Linked DNA regions of Sus scrofa: region 2 is linked to region 1. A link is a contact called in public Hi-C data. All regions are on one chromosome and are shown on one strand. Each heading gives the region's core, a stretch centred on a gene start, on an enhancer-like site or on the middle of the called end of the contact. The rest is flanking DNA. Distances are from core to core; before and after follow the strand shown.

The links. A called contact is a pair of places that touch in the nucleus more often than the background predicts.
Region 2: a contact with region 1 is called in a Hi-C map of embryonic fibroblasts, with 5 times the contacts expected there. The contact joins two enhancer-like sites. A contact is called at or near these places in 3 of 5 promoter capture datasets (fetal skeletal muscle, liver and skeletal muscle), 27 of 47 Hi-C or Micro-C datasets (adipocytes, adipose tissue, blood and 16 more) and 2 of 2 datasets of contacts at active chromatin or transcription factors (alveolar macrophages and skeletal muscle).

Annotation. Positions count from the first base shown.
Region 1 is chr14:16,736,126-16,739,742 of Sscrofa11.1, reverse strand. GALNT7 (N-acetylgalactosaminyltransferase 7) reads left to right here. Exons shown (of 12, transcript XM_021072438.1): 4 at 199-329; 5 at 584-663; 6 at 2,736-2,918. Among named protein-coding and RNA genes, the nearest start is that of HMGB2, 28 kb to the right of the region's middle. Within about 2 kb of position 1,257, at least 10 of the 83 cell types and tissues checked have an H3K27ac peak or open chromatin away from gene starts, as enhancers often do. A contact at or near this core is called in embryonic fibroblasts, where this site is marked.
Region 2 is chr14:16,956,883-16,960,457 of Sscrofa11.1, reverse strand. The region is part of intron 10 of GALNTL6 (polypeptide N-acetylgalactosaminyltransferase-like 6); the gene reads left to right. It overlaps LOC110256613 (a long non-coding RNA gene), which reads right to left. Exons shown (of 5, transcript XR_002338371.1): 3 at 1,030-1,401. Among named protein-coding and RNA genes, the nearest start is that of GALNT7, 120 kb to the right of the region's middle. Within about 2 kb of position 1,622, at least 18 of the 83 cell types and tissues checked have an H3K27ac peak or open chromatin away from gene starts, as enhancers often do. A contact at or near this core is called in embryonic fibroblasts, where this site is marked.

The sequences.
Region 1 (3,617 bases), core at 8-2,507:
ATTAAGCTCAGCATTTAACTTGAATAATACATTTTACCTTACTTTCCTGGAGTAAACATTCAGTCTGATCTATGTAAAATTATTGACTGCCCAAAGTACCTGTTGTTGCCGAGCCTTTTTTCTTGAGAAAAATAATTGTTTAACTGGTTTATAGACGTAAATATAATTTGTAATGGTGAATGAATTTTTCATTCATAGAACATTTAAAAGAAAAACTGGATGAGTATATTAAGCTGTGGAATGGCCTAGTGAAGGTATTTCGAAATGAGAGAAGAGAAGGTTTAATTCAGGCACGAAGTATCGGTGCCCAGAAGGCCAAACTGGGACAGGTAGGAAACATTTGATACCTATAATAGATATCAACATTTTGGATTTAGTGACTAAAAGATCATATACATTTTTAAATACACCTTGAGTTTTTAATTTTTTTAACTGAAATGAAAATGTTGGCTTAAACAGAAAACTTACGTGTCACAGTTGACTCTAACAAAGAGTTTGTATTAGCATCCAATTTTAACTTGTATGTGATAGATGATGTGCCATATACGAGGAGTGTTTTTTCACCCTGCCTCTCTTTTTGAAGGTTTTGATATACCTCGACGCCCACTGCGAGGTGGCAGTTAACTGGTATGCACCACTTGTAGCTCCTATATCTAAGGACAGGTAACATGCTCTTGCTTTCTTTCTTTCCTAGTTGAAAAGTAAACCTCTTCCTAGAAGGACAAATAATATTCTCATTCTTCTGATTTCAGTTCCATTCAGGGTATCATGTTGTGTTTTGAGTGTTATCTTTCACTAGTTGTTTCCCTGGGTGGAGCTGGACCTATCCTTGGGGCTGATTTGGATGCAGGCAGTTAGGCATCTGAGCCTAGGGCATCTCCCTCAGAATCATCTTGTGGTTGGGTTACTGAAGAGACTTCCTCTAGCTCCAGAAGCTTTCTCTAAGAATAATAGTAATTGTTCCCTCCACTTCGGTAACATTCGAAAGACTTGAAGGAACATACTTTGAAATTATGCCTATTGTTTTTTTATGCCCTTTGAAATTGTTATTTTACATGGTAAGGACCAGCTGTTTGTTATTTGTGTCAAGGCCCCAAGTTCCCCTAGGACCTTTAAAGTAAGTGGATACCTGTGCTAAGGAAATGGGTTGATCGCCATTCCATTTACACAAGGTCTGAAACAGTGGACAGCAGCACTGGTCTCCTGGTTCCCAAAGCCTTCCTTGTCATCAGCCCAGAATTCTGACTATTTCAGAATCTAGAAAAAAATAAGGCAAATCCCCATGGCAATGGCATGAGTCAGAGGAAGAACTCTGGAGGGTTTAATCATCAGAGGATTTATCATGAATGATTTTCATGTGCTCTTTGAGTTAATGCTCACAGCAACCCTGTAAGATACATATCATTAGCTCCATTGTCTTGAAGAGTTTGCTGAGGCTTAGAGAAATTAATTGATTTGTTCCAAGTCAGACAACTAATAAATTGTCCAACTGAGATCTCTGGGACACGTTCCACTGCATACTTAGAAATCTGAGAGTCATGAGAAGTGAGAAAGATAAACAGCCTTTATCTTCACCTCTCCTGCTGCAGACTGGCAGTCCTGGGGGCAGTGAGGGGACAGCGTCCCACAGGGACCTTCCCCTGGCCGGTGGGAATCCACAACACCTTCCCTCTGTCAAAATCTGAAGCCCCATAGACTTTGCCCTTGGTTTCTAAACATCTAAAAAGCAGCTTAACATGGCCATGAAAACCTATAATCTCCATTTTAGGAAATACATTTTGAAATCCTTTCTGATAAAAGGAGCATTGAGACTAGCAGGGCACCAATTATCTTTGTAGAGTTGGCTGTACACCTAGTTAGTCATATAGTGCCAGCATTTTCATAAAGCTCAAAGAAAAGGTAATTGTTTGCTCCAAATTCTCAGGCCACTATTTAAGTTTTTTAGCAGATTTTGAGGGATTTTTTTCTTGTTTTTTTAAAAAGCAGGAATACAGTACAGTACTTTTTTTTTGGCAATGTAAGCTTTTTTTTTTTTTTTAAGTAAAAGAAAAGCTGGCTTTTTTTGCAATAAAAAGCAGGAAAAGAAGATCAAGTAAATGTACAGAAACAGTTTCGTAATAACTGTTCTCAAAGAAGCAGAAAGCAGCGAAGACTTGGGAACACTACTGAAAGTGTAGCAGGCATTATCTTTCTACACGCATACACACACAGTCATTTTTAATGTAGGGGTCAGGAGGGAAAATAACAGGCAAGGAAATCTGGTAGATAATGCAAGGTTACCAAGAGAACATTGCCTGTAGGACCAAAGTGAAAGTGAGGAAACACTGTTAAATTTAAAAATATGGCTCTTTATCCCTGACATTTGCCCAGAAGCCAAGGAACATCTCCTCTCTCCTTCCTTTATGAAACCAGCCTCCTTGACTCTTCAATGCATTTATTCACTTCTATTTCCCATTAGGTATTAAAGTCTCTGGTGGGGGGTGGGGCAGGGGTAGACACCACCCTGCCCCCAGTAAAAAGAGATAACACACAAGTTTCCTGGTGGCTCAGTGGGATAAGGATCTGGCATTGACACTGCTGTGGCTCTGGTTACAGCTGTGAAGCGGGTTCAATCCCTGGCCCAGGAACTTGCACATGCCTTGGGTATGGGGGGAAAAAAGATAATACAGCTAGGCTTGTTAAACTAGTCAGATTTGGTTTCTTAAATGCTTTTTCATTTTCTGTAAATGTTTCAGAACTACATGTACTGTGCCTCTAATAGATTACATAGATGGGAATGATTTTTCCATTGAGCCACAGCAAGGTGGGGACGAAGATGGCTTTGCCAGAGGGGCCTGGGACTGGAGTTTACTGTGGAAACGTATTCCCCTAAGCCACAAGGAAAAGGCCAAGAGAAAACATAAAACTGAGCCTTATCGGTAAAGATTACTGCTTCCTCTTCTTATGTGAAATGTTGATCTAAGTGCCTTCTTTTTTTTCCTTCCCCATGTATTCATATAAACATGTGGGTCCGTACGTGTCCTTCCATTTCATCTTTGCTGCCATCATCAACACAACACAGAACCATTTGCACTGTGCCGATTATAGATGTCATAAATGGCAACACGTATGAAATTGTACCCCAAGGGGGTGGTGATGAAGATGGGTATGCCCGAGGCGCGTGGGATTGGAGCATGCTCTGGAAACGGGTGCCTCTGACCCCTCGAGAGAAGAGAATGAGAAAGACAAAAACTGAACCGTATCGGTAATCACTAAATCACTTACCTGTTTTTCTTTTCTCCAGCTGGCACTAACCTATTAACCACTTGCCAACCTTAAAAAAAATAAAAAAAAAAAAAAGTATTATTATTGAAACTGTACCTGCTGTCTCAGATTCTGAAAGGTTTTCTTTCTTTGCTCTATTTCACACGTTTAAATTCACAGTGATTGCTTTTTCCTTAAAAGCAAGCTCCATTTGGGGGTGGGCATATATTTCATGGCATTAGTTCCAAATACCAGTGGAAAAAACAAAGTCTTTTGTCATCCCGTCCTAATAGACTGGACATGAGATTATGTTCTTTTGACGATCACGTCATTCTGTAAGTTTAAAACGTGTAAATTACTTACAGTCCAAGTTT
Region 2 (3,575 bases), core at 373-2,872, 220 kb before region 1:
AGATTTAAATAGACTTGAGGTATGACTAGCAATTAAATAACCAGGTTATGGTGATTTTGTAAAGTAAATGTGAGAGAAAGGGAAGTATCTCAATTTTTGACTTGGGAACTCCCATATGCTGCAGATGCAGCCCTAAAAAAAGAAAAAATAAATAAAAAAGAAAAAGGAGAAAGCCATGAGGAAAATTGGTAACTGCTGAGATCATTTTCTCTCCCCCACCTCTATTCAGCCTAGCCAAGGGACACACCTGGCCAGCTGATAGGTGCCAAGGGTGCACACCTGAATGTGAGTCAGGTTTAACACCTCTACCCCCCAGAATGTGCTAGAATGGAATATTCTTTGGACTGTAGGCTTAAATTGACAGCTGAAAATAAATATAAATAAGGCCAGCTATACTACATATACTTTAAAAATTGCAGGTACATTCCCGTCGTGGCTCAGTGGTTAACGAATCTGACTAGGAACCATGAAGTTGCGGGCTCAATCCCTGGCCTTGCTCAGCGGGTTAAGGATCCGTCGCTGGCTGCCGTGAGCTGTGGTGTAGGTCGCAGACGCGGCTCAGATCCCGCGTTGTTGTGGTTGTTGCGTAGGCCGGTGGCTACAGCTCCGATTGGACCCCTAGCCTGGGAACCTCCATATGCCGTAGGAGCGGCCCAAGAAATGGCAAAAAAAGACAAAAAGACAAAAAAAAAAAAAAAAAATTGCAGGTACATTCCCCCGCCTCCCCCCTCCCACCCTCAGGCAAAATTGCAATAAAATCTATGTCCTGTAATTCAAGAAATAGTCACCAGAGGTCAGCACTAGACAAGCCGACAATTTAGAAGCTGCACAAAAGATCTTTTCTCTTTGAAAAGATTTCCAGTCTAGACTGAAAAGAGGGAGATCAAACAGGGTTGACAGGAGTTGAAAAGTCAATCATATTTGACATGCGTACCACAGTATATTGACTTGGAGGTTAAAACATCACATGCTGCTCTGTTTTTCAGTAATTAACAGTATGCTTATTCAGTATATTACTCAGTGACTTACAAGAATTAGGGCTCTTTCTTCTCCATTTAGATTAAAGTTCCTGGAGGAGAAAAATAGATCACGACAGGAAAATTACAGGTATTCTCTTTGATTCAAAAGCACTCAAAGAACACAAAAGGGGCCCTTATTAGAGTTGAAATGGTCTTTTTTAATGACAAAAGTAAGAAACAAATGAATGAACAAAGTAGGTCCATGGGAGTAAAGAATCTTTAAAAGCATTTGGGTAAGAAAACGCCTTTTGTGGCATTTTGTGGCGGGCGGGGGGGTGGGAAATGGGGGGGTGACTAAGGCTTTCCTGCCGGAAGGGAGCGTGGGGTTCTCCATCCAGCTAGCTGCAGCGCCACGGACTGGCTTTCAGTTTCCTTCAGCGACCTAAAAAGGGCAAGAAAAAAAGACCTTCTTCATAAACCTGAGCGGTCTGGAAGGATGCTCCCCATCTGCCCTGAAGAGTCCAAGGTAGAGGTGGGCGAGGGGGAGCCCTCGGGCCGGTTCGGCCATGACCTCCTGGCGGAGGAAGCTCTGCAACAGCGCATCCATCCTGCTGAGGACGTGGGCGGTGCTGCCCTTTCCAGAGCAGGAACAGATGTGCAGAGGGGGAGGTGGGGCAGGGCCCCTGGTACATGACGCTCCCCGGAGGCGGTGCAGCCTCAGTACCAGGCTGCTGACAGTAAAAACCACCAGCGGGAACACGCAGTGTCTCGGACCTCCGCCAACCACATGTCAATGAAAGAAAATCTAACTACCCTCAGAGAGCAAAACAGTTTCCGTCTTCTCAAGTCCCCTAGGAAGATTAAGATAGCGTACACACTGCACTGAAGCTTGAGTGCACGTTCATGCAAAACAGTAAGAACTCAGGCAACGTTACACCCACTACGCCAACACGAACGCCAAGAAGTATGACTTACGGATCATCCCGAATCTGTGTTTCAAACTATTCAGAGGAGAAAATGGAGAAACGAACATCGATTTACTCCAAAATTGAGGAATGTGAGATTGAGAAGAAAAAAAAAAAAAATCAAGAGGTATTATGCCAGAAACCTGAGTAAAATGCACACACTTCTCATGGGCAAGGAGCAGCCAAAGGATGGAAGGCAAACCATGAAAAGCTTGCATAAGGTCAACTTGTTTCTGCTTTGACACAATTGCCCGAGGGAACATGGGCCTGAGGAACTAAAGGCTAGAGCCTGTTTGGTTCCACGTGATCATTAGACTCAGCTATGTGGCAGGAGAGAGCATTTTAAAGAAGGGAAAGAGAAAAAAATCTTAGCTAATGACAGGTGCAGAAGAATAAAGCAGTTGATAAAATCCAAACACTTGTCACCTGGGATGCAGGCACAAACCACCAGGTGATAATAACAATGATTCATAAGGCACTGTGAAGCCTGCAGGCTAACAATTTATCTACACACCTGAGGATGACCACAGACCTGGAAACATGAACTGAAAGTCACAGGGGGTGCCCAAGATACACCTGTGACAGGGGAACGAATGCATCAGGCAAGACAAGAATGTGGCCACTTGCTTTAACACAGTTATTCTTTTGGTCTTAACTGGTCTATTTAATAAAAAGTCAGAAAAGTAAAGTGAAAGAGAGTAAAAAGTGAGAAAAGACTGTCTATGAAAGCACACACAAGCCTGGGTGCTTGCAGTGTGGTGATGACAAACCCTTGCTTTTCTGCAGGCCCAGGGTCCCCACCAGGATAATGAGAGACATAATAATAAAGGTCCTGACTGCAGTGCCTTTCAGCTCCGGCTTCTGTGTATATAAAAACCAAAAAGAGGAAGAAAGACAGACTGAAAAATGGATAAACCAGTCAAAACCACTGGCTCCTTCATACAAAGTGAAGTTAGTGAAAGACAAACATCATATGATATCACCTATATGTGGAATCTTTAAAAAGGATACAAAATGAAAATGAACTTATTTGCAGAACAGAAACAGACCCACAGACTTTGAAAAACTTACAGTTACCAAAGGGGACAGGTGGCAGGGGGAGGATGGGCTGGGGGTGTGGGATTGGCGTGTGCACACTGAGGTATATAGAATGATTGGCCAATGGGGACCTGCTGAATAGCACGGAGAATTCTACCCACTATTCTGCGTGGGGAAAGAATCTGAAAAAGAATGGATGTGTGTATATTTATGACTGAGTCACTTTGTTGCACAGCAGAAATTATCACAACATTGTAAATCAACTATACTTCAAAAAACTTTAGGGGGAAAAAAAAAAAACCCACCAGTTCCTGCAGTGGTTGCACTGTTTATAGTACCTAGGAATTGTGATTTTAAATAACATAATGATGTAATCAATGACAGTGTTAATAGGGCAGGAAATTCTTATTCTAATAATAGGTAACTGAGCCTAGAAATCATTGAAATTGAAAGCTCAAAAAAAATGATTAGGAATTCCCGTCATGGCGCAGCAGAAATGAATCCGACTAGGAACCATGAAGTTGCAGGTTTTATCCCTGGCCTCGCTCAGTGGGTTAAGGATTGCTGTGAGCTGTGGTGTAGGTTGCAGATGCAGCTCAGATCTGGCATTGCT